5 separate regions of the Mus musculus genome follow, and regions 1, 3, 4 and 5 are each linked to region 2. The links are chromatin contacts, called in public Hi-C and HiChIP or PLAC-seq maps. All regions are on one chromosome and are shown on one strand. Each heading gives the region's core, a stretch centred on a gene start, on an enhancer-like site or on the middle of the called end of the contact. The rest is flanking DNA. Distances are from core to core; before and after follow the strand shown. Region 1 has its middle 160 kb from the start of Ubxn2b. Region 2 holds the start of Fam110b (family with sequence similarity 110, member B). Region 3 has its middle 230 kb from the start of Ubxn2b. Region 4 has its middle 130 kb from the start of Ubxn2b. Region 5 has its middle 290 kb from the start of 4930423M02Rik.

Evidence for each region. Hi-C and Micro-C count contacts between places; a contact is called where the count stands out from the background. HiChIP or PLAC-seq counts read pairs in DNA pulled down with a chosen protein or histone mark.
Region 1: a Hi-C map of cortical neurons shows a contact between it and region 2, with 3 times the contacts expected there. The contact joins the enhancer-like site here to the promoter of Fam110b in region 2. A contact is called at or near these places in 7 of 39 promoter capture datasets (the 3T3-L1 cell line, hippocampal neurons, liver and 3 more), 3 of 484 Hi-C or Micro-C datasets (cerebral cortex and cortical neurons), 3 of 115 datasets of contacts at active chromatin or transcription factors (embryonic forebrain, forebrain and stem cell-derived neural progenitor cells) and 2 of 9 other capture datasets (embryonic stem cells and liver).
Region 3: a contact with region 2 is called in an H3K4me3 HiChIP or PLAC-seq map of embryonic forebrain, with 4 times the contacts expected there. The contact joins the enhancer-like site here to the promoter of Fam110b in region 2. A contact is called at or near these places in 7 of 39 promoter capture datasets (the 3T3-L1 cell line, cranial neural crest, embryonic stem cells and 3 more), 1 of 15 datasets of contacts at CTCF or cohesin (the NIH/3T3 cell line), 1 of 484 Hi-C or Micro-C datasets (nephron progenitors), 7 of 115 datasets of contacts at active chromatin or transcription factors (astrocytes, embryonic basal ganglia, embryonic forebrain and 3 more) and 2 of 9 other capture datasets (adipose tissue and embryonic stem cells).
Region 4: an H3K4me3 HiChIP or PLAC-seq map of bone marrow-derived macrophages shows a contact between it and region 2, with 4 times the contacts expected there. The contact joins the enhancer-like site here to the promoter of Fam110b in region 2. A contact is called at or near these places in 7 of 39 promoter capture datasets (the 3T3-L1 cell line, 3T3-L1-derived adipocytes, embryonic stem cells and 2 more), 2 of 484 Hi-C or Micro-C datasets (bone marrow-derived macrophages and myocytes) and 5 of 115 datasets of contacts at active chromatin or transcription factors (SST interneurons, astrocytes, bone marrow-derived macrophages and 2 more).
Region 5: a Hi-C map of uterus shows a contact between it and region 2. The contact joins the enhancer-like site here to the promoter of Fam110b in region 2. A contact is called at or near these places in 2 of 39 promoter capture datasets (the 3T3-L1 cell line and hippocampal neurons) and 2 of 484 Hi-C or Micro-C datasets (cortical neurons and uterus).

Annotation. Positions count from the first base shown.
Region 1 is chr4:6,029,473-6,032,172 of GRCm38.p6, forward strand. No RefSeq gene overlaps it. Among named protein-coding and RNA genes, the nearest start is that of Ubxn2b, 160 kb to the right of the region's middle. Within about 2 kb of position 1,294, at least 5 of the 459 cell types and tissues checked have an H3K27ac peak or open chromatin away from gene starts, as enhancers often do. A contact at or near this core is called in cortical neurons, where this site is marked.
Region 2 is chr4:5,642,831-5,645,530 of GRCm38.p6, forward strand. It overlaps Fam110b (family with sequence similarity 110, member B), which reads left to right and starts at 1,260. Exons shown (of 3, transcript NM_173426.3): 1 at 1,260-1,580.
Region 3 is chr4:5,955,673-5,958,372 of GRCm38.p6, forward strand. No RefSeq gene overlaps it. Among named protein-coding and RNA genes, the nearest start is that of Ubxn2b, 230 kb to the right of the region's middle. Within about 2 kb of position 1,434, at least 14 of the 459 cell types and tissues checked have an H3K27ac peak or open chromatin away from gene starts, as enhancers often do. A contact at or near this core is called in embryonic basal ganglia and embryonic forebrain, where this site is marked.
Region 4 is chr4:6,057,254-6,059,953 of GRCm38.p6, forward strand. No RefSeq gene overlaps it. Among named protein-coding and RNA genes, the nearest start is that of Ubxn2b, 130 kb to the right of the region's middle. Within about 2 kb of position 1,413, at least 21 of the 459 cell types and tissues checked have an H3K27ac peak or open chromatin away from gene starts, as enhancers often do. A contact at or near this core is called in bone marrow-derived macrophages, where this site is marked.
Region 5 is chr4:5,336,336-5,339,035 of GRCm38.p6, forward strand. No RefSeq gene overlaps it. Among named protein-coding and RNA genes, the nearest start is that of 4930423M02Rik, 290 kb to the right of the region's middle. Within about 2 kb of position 1,291, at least 2 of the 459 cell types and tissues checked have an H3K27ac peak or open chromatin away from gene starts, as enhancers often do. A contact at or near this core is called in uterus, where this site is marked.

The sequences.
Region 1 (2,700 bases), core at 44-2,543, 390 kb after region 2:
AGCCTACAGGCAAACCTTTTGGGGATTTTCTTGATCGATAATTGGTTTAGAAGGTTCCAGCACATTGTGGGCAGTTCTATCTCTGGGAGGATGGACCTGAGGTAGATGAGCATGTAAACTGACCAAACCATGAGTAGCAAGCCAGTAAAGACATTCCTCCATGGTTTCTATTTCAGTTCCTGACTACAGGATCTTTTCTTGAGCTCCAGCTCAACGTCGCTTAGTGATGGACAGGTGAGATGAAGTAAATCTTTGCCTCCCCTCGCTGCTTTTGGTTGTGGTGTTTGATCACAGCAATAGAAACCCTATGACAGCCATGACCATAATCACTGCAATATCAACCTAACTGGAAGAGAAGTTGGTCCCAGTTCCATGACATTGCTGTGACAAAGCTAGTCATGTTCATTTGGGAAGGATTGGGGAAATATTTGTAAAGTTGAGTTGCAAATGTACTGAGTACTCAGAGTTTCATGAGCTGTTGTGGGGACTTGGAAAATAGAAATGCTAAGAGCAATGTAGATGATGGAGACCAGGATTACGAAGCTTCAGAAGGAAGCAAAGACTTGACCAGAGCTAATGTAAGACTCTGTGCTTTCTTGTTAACTACAGCCGAGAATGCAGCTACAATAAACGAGAGCCCAGCATCACTGAACGTGAAGCCATTGCGTTACCGGAACGACAGCTTTCCTAGGACGCATGAGTGCTACTTTTTCACTAACTATAGGTTTTTGACCCAGTCTTCTGTTCTTCTCTGAAAGTAAAGTTTTTCGAGTTATCCAAGGCCAGAATCGTCCCTGCTTCCATGTAGCTTCGCTGCCTTAAATTTCAGTCCCAAATTTCTAACAACCCGCTTTCTGTGTTGCCCCATGATGCCCTTGATATGTGGCCACCAGCATTTTAGGCTAAGTAATCCCAGTTTTCTAGAGTCTTAGTGATTTTTGATACTGAACTTAAGCTGTCAGTGCCTGATGGTTTGTGTTTCTTTCCTTCAGTTCTCTCTTAATCACATATAACCTAACTTTTCATCCACTCTATGCCACCAAAACTGTTCTGGACATTGTCACCAGGGACTTACTGTGTCCAGGCTATTTCTGGGTCTCTTGTTACTTGGCAGATGGTGGTATTTGATGCATATATCAGCCACCTGGTGACTCCTTCACTCATCATCAGTCTCCTTTTGTATCCTCCCACAAAGCTATGGGCTGTGACTTCTGTGTGTATTTACTCTGTGATTCAAGATTCATGCTTCTGGATGTCATTGATGCTAATGGTGTGAGCATGCATATTCATTCCTGCTTGAAATAGACTCAGATATTCTTTTTCCCCCTGTAGAATGGAACTGAGATTGCAGGAATCCATTCAGTATTCATTTCATTCAGCTAGAAAACATTAATTCAATTCAGGCAGATTGTCATCCTAAAATTTGGACTCATATATCCAATTATTTCCTCAAAAATCTCAACTGTTGCGATAAAACGTTGACATTTCAGACCTGACAGTTTCAAAATAACAGCCCTTATATCCTTACCTTTAAAATGGTGGGAATGTCTGAGCCCTCTCCTGTTCAGTGAGCAACCCCTCTGTGTTTGATGTGGTTTTAGGCTAAAGCCTCCAGTCATCTCTGACACATCTCAGGGCTTCCTTGCTGCATCACTCTGAACCTTTCAAATTTATTTTCAAAAACCACCCTGAAGGCATTCACTTTCTAATCTCTTTTGCTGTCACCAGGTACACCTGTTACTGTCTGTTTTCGGGCTTTTTAAAATAACTTCTTTTCTGTTCTACTTCTAATCCTGATTGTGCCTTTTCTGGTATCTACATATTAACTGCATTTGGCATTTTTAAAATCACAAGTCACAAATGTCACTTTGCATAGACTCTGAAGGACTTCCATTCTCAATTCAAGAAAGTCCATACAAACACACAGCACGTGAACTATTACACACACACACACACACACACACCTACAAACTTAGCTCTAGGGCCCAGAGTTTTCAAGACTCATACTTTGAAAGACATAAAACTCAACTTCATTGAGCCTAAAATATTTTATTATTAATCATATCTAAGAGTATACATGTACACATGAGTACAGTTGCCCACAGAAGACAGAATATCACACAAGTACCCCTGGGGATTGAGTTACGGGGGCTATTGGGTAGCCCAGAATGGATGTTGGATACGACCCTGTGGTAGTACTACAAGGGCAGTACATGCTTTTAATTGCTAAGCTGTCTCAATATTCTCAAAGACCAATTCTTTTTAAATTCCTATCAGTAAGCATGGCTTGAGATTTGACATCTACATATTCTCCTAAAATGCTAAGTTTTATGGATGAATATCAAGTTCTTCAGCAGCCCAGGACTGACTCATCAGAGTCCATGGTTGGCTATTAAAGAAGTTCCCTTTTTCTGGGATCTCATGAGTCCCACACCACAGCTGCCGCCTTCCATCGTTATACTGCATACTCTGTCCTAGCCTCCCTGAGACAGAGCAGCAAATCATCCCCAGGAGAATTTCCCAGCATGCATGCCTCACAGCTGCTTGTTCTAACACTTAATCTTACAGGGAAAGATGAAACCATTTGATCTCAAACATAGTCATCTCTTCATCAGCAAGCATGTGAGTAAGTGTAAAAAAAAAACAAAAAAAAAAAAAAAAAAGAAAAAAGAATCATAAACTGTTAGAGTCCCATGTGCA
Region 2 (2,700 bases), core at 10-2,509:
TAAGTCAACATTTTGAACCGGAGCCCATTGGAAAACTGAAAGAGCAAGAAGGCAGTTCAGCGGGACATGTCCTCTGAAGCCCCATGCTGATGCTGTGCAGTTCACTTTGCTGATGCTGTGCAGTTCACTTTGCAGATTCGTTAGTTGAGACATGAGTTTTCCTGGCTCCCCTGCTAGTGAAGGTTTCCTTCTGGCTTGCCTTTGTTCTCTGGTGGGGCACACTCTGCTGCTGCAGGCTTACAGGACATATTTAGGAGAAAGAACCTTGATACTTCCTGCGTAGGTCATGACCTCCTTCCTCCCATCTCTATTTCCAGAGTAAAGATATTCTTTACTTGGCTGTCCGGGACACTCAAATGGAAGTTTGCATCTCAGTCACACACAGTGGGGAAGTGGCAAGGCTTAAAAGAAGGAATGGAACAAGCAAGTGCAGAGGTGGGGTCTGTTTGGGCTGGAAACTGGCTGCGTTTGCTATAATAATGATGACAAATAGCTTCAGTCCACCGACAGGGATTTTGGAGTAGGCATAGAGGCTGACAAGGACCCTGTTTGCATGCCAACCTTCACTCAAAGCCCAGCATTACATCACATGCTAACACAATACTCTTGCAAATAGCCAGAGATTTGTTGTAGCTATCTGATTTTTAGTTGATAATTTCTGAACTACAGGGAATCAAAAGTTGCATAATTTAAATATGTATAGATGGCCTTTCCGCAAAACTCATACAAATGCCATTACATTTCATAGTACTAAGGGTTAAAAATAGAGAAATTTTGCTTGATAGATTTTTTTTGGGGGGGAGGGGCAAGGAATATATATTGTGATTCCCCTAATCTCCTTTAAATTCGGTTATTTTGATATACGTGCATTTTAATTTTTAGACTTCCCACTAGCAAAACTCATTTAGAACATACTTAGTCTTTCTAAAATGCTTCCTGCCCACGGAGAAAACCCTATTACTAACCACATGTGAGGTAGGAGACTTGGCAAGATCTTCAAGAAGGGGCTATCAGAAAAGCTCATCACATCTGCCCACATGTTCTAGGAACCAGCACAGCCTGATGTGCACTGTCCTGGGGTGGAAGAGTCACATCCCAGAGCATCAAGGCTTAGGAGCAGTGGGGGAGTAGGGCACAGGGTGGGCGTGGGGCTGATGGGGGTGGGGCCAAGGCGCAGGTGGGCGGGGTGGAGGAGAAGGAGGAAGAGTGCGGGTGCGGAGGGGGTGGGGCGGGAAGGTAGGCTGGGGGCGGGGCGCTCTGGGGGCGTGCCGGCTGCGCAGAGACACGCGCTCTGGGCCGCAGCAACTGGCTCCAAGTTCCCTCCCTCGCTCTCCTGCGGAGCCTGCCTGAGCCCGCCCCTTCGGTGCGGAGGAGCAAACGCGGCCCCGGTCAGCTCAGCCCTCCGTTGCCGCCCGATCCGGGCCGGTTCGGCTAACCCGGTCCATTCCGAGCCGGCGGCGAGGACCCGGCGGCCACTTCATCCCGGCCTGCAGTGCATCGCCGGGCCCAAGCTCCTCCTCGCGGTCTCCCGAGCCTGGTGCCTGGCCTGGCCGCCTTGCAGGGGCCGGAGTGCGGCCAAGGTAAACGGGGGCGCTGGCGGGTGGGGAGTACCTCTCAGGGTCCCGCTCCGGCCGGGCCTGGGCACCGAGGAGCCTGGCCCGCTGTCCGCCCTGCGCTCGGCTGCACGCCCCGGGCCGGGGATGAGGCCCAGGCTCGGAAGGAGCGCTGACTGCTGGGGAGAAGGTGGGCGAGGACGCGGCGGCCCCCAGCCCCACTCCGTGCTGCATCCCCACCCAGGTCATCCCGTGGGCGCGTCACTGTGCTGTCAGTTCCTGCGGGAATGCAGATCCCGGGGCTCTGAAAGTTTGTTTGCCCCCACCGCCTCCTCCCTCCAGTCCTCCCACAGCTCGGTTGTCTGTTTTCTTTGAAAGCATGAGGGTTGGAAATAGAATAAAATTGGTCCTGGCTCACTCGTGCCCCTGTCACTTAGCGGTGCTCAGAACTTGGCGACAATGCTAGGCTGTGAGAAGCTGGTGTCTGTGCTGCCCTCCTTTTGTTATAGCAAGGAGCCTGATGGTGACAAGTCTTTCCGTGGTGGCCAGCAAAGAAGGAAGAGGGGATAACTTTGCCTTATTACTTCCCAAAGTGGGAATAAAACCACCGGACTCCCAGCTTTTTTGACCCTTTAAAGTTGCTATTCAGATTTATTGACAGTCACCACATTCTCTTCCAAGAAAGAACAGGCATTCTTTCTTGCCTAAGATTCAGGTTTCCCCCCACAGCCAAGTTATGTCCTGTGCAAATCTGGCGCACATCTGTGACAACAGTGCATGGCTGGCTTGTGAGGACTGCCGAGTCTATTTTTGCAGAGAGGAATATGATAGCAGAATCAGCATTTTTTTCTGTATGAATAATATGACTTCCATTTTCATTTCCTCTCTTGGTGTGAAAGAGTTATTTAGCTTCCACCATCTAAGTCATGCGAAAGCACCTGTGCTGTTGATGTTATTATTAGCATCGTTTATTATTGTTGTTATTATTATCATCATTATTATTACTGTTGTATTTGTATTCACTTTGTGGTATTGAGACCTGGTCATTCAAATGAAGCATTTATTAAGCAGTTATTTTAAGATAAGGGCAGGCATGTTGATGGTAACGTGCCATTGATTTACCCCATTACATATAATCTGTGACATC
Region 3 (2,700 bases), core at 184-2,683, 310 kb after region 2:
GGGGAATAAAGCCAGAGCTTCATAAATGCTATGCAACCATTCTACCAGCTGAGCTCCTTGCCTGCCCACTCTTTATCTGTTACATTCATTTATCCGCATGTATTTTAGACAGCCCAGAAATTCTATTGCTTTTATATCCCCATTTAAGTTTTATCTGATATATGTTTTAAAAACTAATTTTAAGACTACATACTAATTGGAATTGAGTATTTTATGTTTATTGTCAGCTGTTAAGTTTTAAGACAGAACTTAAATCAGTACACCCCACACTTCATGTTTTATAAAAGCACAGCTCAAGAAACTCATTGAGCTGAAAAGTAATGAGAAGGTAAAATTCTTTCTGAATCAGATGATCATAAGCAACAATACACCCATGGGTCTATGAATGTATGCATGAATTCACCTATTTAGAAAGCTTACTCTGATATTTCATTTTGCTTCTGTTTTGTCACTATGTTTCTACAAATCTCTATGACCAAGACAGTTTCAAATATTGTTATTTTCACAACAATGTATCTTAAAATTATATAAATGCAAGAAATCAAAGTACCTAAACTGGTTCGCCTTGGAGTATAAGATTTGAATAGAATTGCAGATTCTTGCATGGTCTCAAATCTAAAAAAATAAGATAAAATAAATTTGCCTCTAGACCTAGCCCCCTGTGATTGGGCAATACCAGCATGGGACAGTCTTAGTCATCCACTGGGCTGTAGTCTGCTGCTGTGATAATCTGGCTGTGATCAAAGAACCAACTCTTGTGTTCTTTAAAGAAAAAGACCCAAAGGACCTCAACACACAGTACATGAAACAGTCCCCACTTGTCCCATTCCCTCCCTAAGAATTTCCTTCATTTCCTCTAATTCCAAACATAGACTGCTGTTTCTTCTCTCAGGGGCTCAAGTCCTTGGCTGTGTAAAGGAGCCCACGGTTCTGTATTACAGTGAATAGAACTGAATGCTCAGCATTGCCAGGCTGCAATCCAGTTTTTTTCATATATTAAAAATGAAAAAGTTCTAAGAAAATAAAACATGTTGGAGAAAAGCGAGTGGGGGATATAGAAAGAAGGGAAAAAAGGAAGAGGAGAGAGGTGGGGCATCAATTTACAAAGACAACCTTGGCTTGCTGCTGACACAGTTACTTTTCCTCCAAGTCACTGCAAAAGAATTTCAGGGACCTTACTTGATCCTGCCAATCTGCTACAGAAAAATACCTCTCATATTTAATTTATAAATACCATTCTCTTGAGCTTACACAAAACCAAAGTCATTTATTTTTTACGTTTTCTTCAGCTTCATAGGAGTGAGTTGTCCAGCTTTTCTCTCATTGAAGTTACTGTTCAAGCTTTCCTTCTCCCCACCCCTATGTTTTCCGTGGACCTGCTCTGTGTTAATATCTTTAGAAATTAAACAGAAGCAGCAGAAGCATGCTAAACACATTGATTACCAAGTAAAATGGTTCCCCTGGTAACCATAACCCAATGAAAGCCCTTGGAGCTGCCTTTTTTTCTCAGACGATTATTTTTCCCCAGTGATTTCAAGAATCACAGATGGCAGAAGCAGACAAGAATGTACCTGATACAACTATGTTGCTACAGAAATAAAGCTGATTCAATGAGAGGTGTTCTGTCCTATACTGTGGTAGACAGTTGTAGTATAAGTTTTTTAAAAGAAACATATTTATTCTTTCTATGTACATGTATCTCTCTGTGTTTAAATGAATGGTACTTGGGTGTGGGTTCCCAAAGAGGTGAAAAAAAGGATAAGCTGGAGTTCACATCCACCCAACAGTGCTAGGAACTGAACTCAGGGCCTGAAATGCATCCATCCTGATGTGCTTTGCACTATGTGTCCACAGATTGGCTTTCTGCAGCTGCTATTTAAATCATCACAATTGTTGTGACTTACAAAAAAAACATGCATTGAGCTATTTATCTGTAGAGCAGAAATCTATAAAATCATGGGGCAGTAATGCTACACTCCTTTATAGATACTGGGAGAGAATCTTTCTTGTCTTTTCAGAATCTAGGAGCTGATAGCATTTCTCCGCTTTTTAGAGATTTTATTTTTTTATACTTATCAACTTCATCCCATTTCTCATCCTCCATCTTGTCACAGAATAGCTTGGAAGAGGTCTTTGTTTTAATGACTTCCAAATTTCTTGGGCTTTTTCTAGAAATATGTAAAGAAATGTCTAATTACCTGAGGTATGGCAGTGGCAACAGACCAAACTAACTCCCCTACCTTAGTAAACCATTATGTTTACTTAAGTTACTTACAGTAGTAACTTCATGAGAGAAAGGTTGTTTATAGGTGCCTGGATGACTCAAATTCAGATGGATCACCAAAAATCTTACCTCAGCCTGGGTGACAACTTGCAAAAGTTTATATCCCTGAATTTCCCTGCATGTCATGCAGGGAGCTTAACAGATTGGATGGGTAGCCTCCTCTCTTCAATAGTTCTTCCTTCTTATAAAACCTTGGGGAGGGAAATTGTGCCTCTTCTAAGTTTCAGGAACATCCTGAAACTTGTGAGTTGTCTTCCTGGGGTTCATAAGTCTTGGTTACTTAAGTCCCACAGATACCTATCAAATGACTCATTTTTGGCAGTTACATACACACACATTTTCATCATATTCAACCCTATTATAGTCTCTAATGGCCACTCCTGCCATGCCTCTTCTAAACTAGTTCACTTCTGTTT
Region 4 (2,700 bases), core at 163-2,662, 410 kb after region 2:
AATGAACCATTGACAGTCTAAGACCCAGACATTTACCCAACAAGTATAATAATGCTCATATGAACCAAATTTTACACCAGAAATTAAATGTGATTCATCCAATTCTCCAAATCACAGGTACTACTAATAAATATGATGCCAGTTAAGATTATAAAATACTGCTCTCTAGAAACTAGCTATTCTAATTGCACAGTTCACTGAGATATACAGACTTCTGAGCTGGTTAATTTTGCCATGTGACTTTTTATAACTTGCAAATTCTTTATAATAAAATTTTAATTAAAATTAAAAATAAGATACTGATCCTCAAGCTTATAGAGGTAGACCTTTGGTAGGACTTACACTTTCGCAGGGCATTCTCTAGGCTCCACCCCCACAGACTTAGAACACATCTGTGTATGGCACAGATGACCCAGATGAGACCCCCCAAAAAAGCATATTACCGATAAGCTTTGATAAACGTCACCTTGGGGTAGGAGTTATTCACCAAAAAGTTGAAGGCAGTGTGAAATCAGATGGGCCAACACATTATTTTAGCCAGCAGAGAAATAAGTGGCCAGTAAGTTGAAACAGATATGACTTTATCTTCTCCATAATACTCTGTCCAACAACTCTATAGTGACCCTTCCACGTACCTGAATATAACAATACCTTTCAGTCACAAAGTTCTGTCAACTGACAATGATAAAGTCAATGTCAAACTAACTCAATTCAAAGTAAGCAGCCAAAGAAAACACCACAGGCCTGGTCACAGGAAGCCAGGAGGTCATGAATGACTATTGCCACATCTGCTGCATTAACCACAAAAGTTCTTATTTTAGACTCAAAGTGAAAGAATGACTTCAGGCCTCATAAAGAATACATTGAAGAGAGAAAAGTTGTTTGAATGCTGTATCTGGAGAGGTCCTGCTAAGATAAAAGGCCCTATTCCACGTTTATTTTGCTGGCAGAGGACAGGGTAAGCAGTGAGGCAGGGCTGTAATTCATCCATAAGTGTACAGGAGAACTGAACCAAGGGGAATGTGGAATAGAAAGCCTTGCATAGGGAGAGTAATAAGCTATACTTCCAGAAAAATTGCAGTACAAGTGATATGAAAATGGGTTTGATTCAGTATATTGATGTTTTGAATTTTATAAGATCCAACTTTTGAATTTTGTGACTGGAAAGGTGCAAAGTAAATTCGAAGTCAGTACTCCATCATTCCATCTCCCTTGTGCTAGCTAGGTTTTATGTCAGCTTGACACTAACTAGGATCTGAAAAGAGGGAATCTTAAGAGAGAAAACACATTCATAGGATTCGCCTATATGGAAGTGTGTAGGCATTTTCTTGATTGATGATTGCTGTGGGAGGGCCAGTTCAATGTGGGCAGAGCTACCTCTGGGCATGTGGCTTCAGGCTGAGCAAAAAAGCAGATTGAGGAAGCCATGAGTGAAAAAAGAGTAAATGGCTCTCTTCCACAGCTTCTGCTTCACTTCCTGTCTCCGGGTTCCTACCTTGGGGTCCTGCACTGACTTTCCTGGATGATGGACTATGATGTGGATGCTTAAGTGAAGTAAAGTACTGTATTCATCAAGTATCTTTTGGTCATCTTGTTTTATCACAGCAACTAAAACTCTGAGATACTCCTAGGCAAGCAAAGGAAGACAATAACAAAAACAGGTAGCTACATGCAATCTTCATGGGGAGCACTGGGAAGCCAGTATGTTACAGTATGTTATATTATGTAACAGTACCAAGCCAAGAAGATAAAGTGTACAAGAAATATTAATCCAACCACATAAGAGTCTTGCTGGCTCTGCTCTACAGAGACACTTGTCTTCTTGTAGCAAATATAACTAATGGTTCAGCATCTCTATGAACCTGTAACCATGCGTTTAAAATAGTCTATAAATAAAAGCCTATCACTAATTAGTATAGAACAGCGGAATACCAGTCTGATAAAAATCCTCTTGAGGAAGATTATATTTAAATTAAGCAGCCAATTCTTAGTTATCTGAAGGAGTATAAAAGCAAACAAACAAAATCAAAAATAGTTGCCATTTGGCTTTTGATACTTACATTAATTTTATAGTTATATCTTACCACTATTGTTCCTAGAAAAATACATTGCAAGGTTTTCTTTTCACTCTTTTATTCTGACTACATCTATGTCCACAGTGCATAGGAATGGGCCAAAGGAAAATGTATCAAGATAAATACTACTGAGGTACATGTGTATGTGTTCATATACATGCATGCATATTGGAGGACAAATGTTTAAGTCAAATGTTCTCCTCAATTATTCTTCTCATTCACTGGGACAAGTTCTCTCACTGGACCTGTTGCTAGCAAAATCATCTAGACTGCCAATTCAAGAATCCTCCTGCCTCCATTACTGTGGGAAGCCACATGTGCCATTGCAGGGTGGCGCTGGCTTCTGCTGGCCACCAAGCATACATAGGCAGTAAAGTTTTTTTTTTTTTTTTGCCAAGATGAGGTTTTGAGAATTAACCAATCAGATTAGAGACAAGTTAACCAATCAGATTAGAGACAAGTTAACCAATCAGATGAGAGACATGTTAACCAATCAGATGTGAGACATGCAAATGAGGTGGTAAGCATAACCCATGCATAACCAATCCAGGTGTGAGACATGCCTCTCCTAGGCCTATATAAGCAGCACCAGTTCTGGGCTTGGGGTCTCTTCGCCTCTGTAATC
Region 5 (2,700 bases), core at 41-2,540, 310 kb before region 2:
TCAAATGCCCACCCAGTTCACCATCCTCCAAGTGGTTTCTCAGCATACCACTCCACTCAATCCAATCATCAGCTAGTCATAAATCCCTCACAATAGGACATTGGCTGAACCTGATGCAGAATCTGGAGACAAAACCTGTATTGTATTCATGCTAAAACTCCTGAAGTTCAGGTGAGAGTGTGTTATTCATTGTAGTGTTTGAGGTCATTTTCATGTCAAAGACTCACATCTAATCACAGGCTGATTTACAAGACATTGTAAACATGTCTACTTTATATGTAAATAAGTTACAATATCATAAATGCCATTCTCTAGGATTTACTGTGTGCCAGGCCCTGTCATAAATTTTCTACATGGATTATTAACTCATTTAGTTATCATAATAACCCACAGAGATGTTAACTAACTCCCCCCCAAGTCATACAGTAAGTCTAAATGGGATTTTCCTACAGGCATTGACTCCATAGTGCATTCTGTGCAACCACAGCCACCTTGGTCCACATGGTCCTACCCAGTGTTAGAGAGCTCTCCTAGTGGGAATGAAGCCCACGGTTCTGTCTCTTCTTCCTTCCTCTCTCTCTCTCTCTCTCTCTCTCTCTCTCTCTCTCTCTCTCTCTCTCTCCCTCCCTCTCTCTCTCCCTCTCCCTCTCCCTCTCTCTCTCTTTCTCTCTCTTTCTCTCTCTTTCTCTCTCTCTCTCTCTCACACACACACGCACACGCACACTTGCACTACTTCCTTTATCTTCTCCAGAATTCTGTGTTCTGAAGATCAGAATCTGTGAAGGTAGTTAAAAAAAATTCACAATAAAAACTTATTCCAAAAATCTAAGTCAGGGTAGAGCTATCAGATCCAAACTCTGGTTGATTGTTGGAAAACTTAGGCTGGCGTGGTATTAGCATAGGCGGGTACCACACACCTACATTATAGTCTCCTATTTCCCAGCCTGCCTCTAAAGTCTTCTCTTCAACAAGGTATCATAAAACCTTGTGAGCACAGACTGAAGGAGAGGTGGGAGTGGTCTCTATTGTTGCTCTTTTGGACACCCTTAGGCCTCCAGTGTTTACAATAAATAAAAATGACACAGTGACTATTTGTTGGATGTACTATAAATGAAAGAGTAGTTTTGTTTTGTTTTGTTTTGTTTGTTTTGTTTTATGGTAGAAATTCAGTGGTGAGATCATTTTTACTCTATCACTAGAACTTTTTCTTAGGAAAACATGAACACTATCGCCTTCTAGATCTCACAGATTGGTTTGTTTAGGCCAGAAGCTCCAGCCACCATCTGTTCCTTGACAGCATGGATAGTTTATTCATACTCTTGCCTATTCATCTGTTTTGTGTCTCCCTTTGCCCATTCCTCACTTACAATAAACAAAATCCTATCATTGTGTGATGGAAGCCAGTCCTCCAAATCCTCTTGGACTGGGGACAAGGGTGTTTGCTCAAGGGGAGGGAAGTGAAAGATGGAAAGAATAAAAGGCATATCATGTAGTTAGAACACATAGAGGATGGGGGAGATGACTAAGTCAATGGAGTGTTTAACATATAATCTTGAGGTCGTGAGTTCAATGGCCATAATCCATGTAAAACAGTCCTGTATAATTATGTAATCCTAAAGCCAGGGAGGTTAAGACTGGCCAACTCTTGGGACATGCTGGACAGCTAGTCTAGCTGAACTGGTGAGCTCTGGGTTCATTGAAAAAGAAAGAGGCTATGTGTGATTGATGAATACACTTGACATTGACCTCTAACCTATACATGGATACACGTGTGTACATTCACAGGTGCACATCAAAAATAAAACCCATAGAAGACGACTAATCACAATTAACCATGGTGTTCTACGTGTGTCTGACTTTCAGTAGTCGTTTGGAGTCCAAGCTCAGCAGTGTAGAGGAAAAGTCCATTCATCTAAAGATTTCTAACATCTGCCACACTTTTCACATTGTTTGCAAAATATCTTATTTTGCCTCATTAATTCAAAGTAAGAATTTGTGGAAATTTACAATTTTGTTTGTTCGTTTGTTCATTTGTTTGTTTTATTTTTCTGATAAAAGAGATAACATTTTCCCATGATCACAGGAACATGGGGGAAGACATCAGTAAGTTCTTATTATTATTACTGTCCCCAGTTGCTGACTTAAAAGAATATCTATGCTAGATATGAAGAATCAAGAACAAAGAATCCAGTATATCTGGAAATGCAGAAGAAAGACTCAGGGAAGCCTTGGTCAAGGCTTGGTGAATCACCTGGTGTGATATTTCTTCTCATGAAGAGCAGGTGGGGACTCAAAAGAGGAGAATTAGTTGCTCTCAGATCAGAGACCATTTCACTATTTTAGTACTGACTTTGATGTGGTGCCATGCCAGTCTACAGCCCATATCTGAGAAGGAGATCTGTGTTACTCATAACTTCTGTATCTGGGACTAGGCATTGGGAACCACCTCCTGGAAGCACCATGGTTTCCAGAAAAGTAACTCCCCAGCTATGAGAGAAGAAGATGAAGGAGCAAAGAGCTTGTGTCATGAGAAAAGCAGTGACCGAGTAGCTTAGAGGATGTTTCTGCACTCCTGGACTTTTTTCTTAAAGCAGCAAAATCACAATCATAATGATATATATTATGTGTTCCAATTTGATAAGAGTATATTTCCATATGAAATTATCTATAGTAATATAAAGTAATTTGAGAGATGTGATA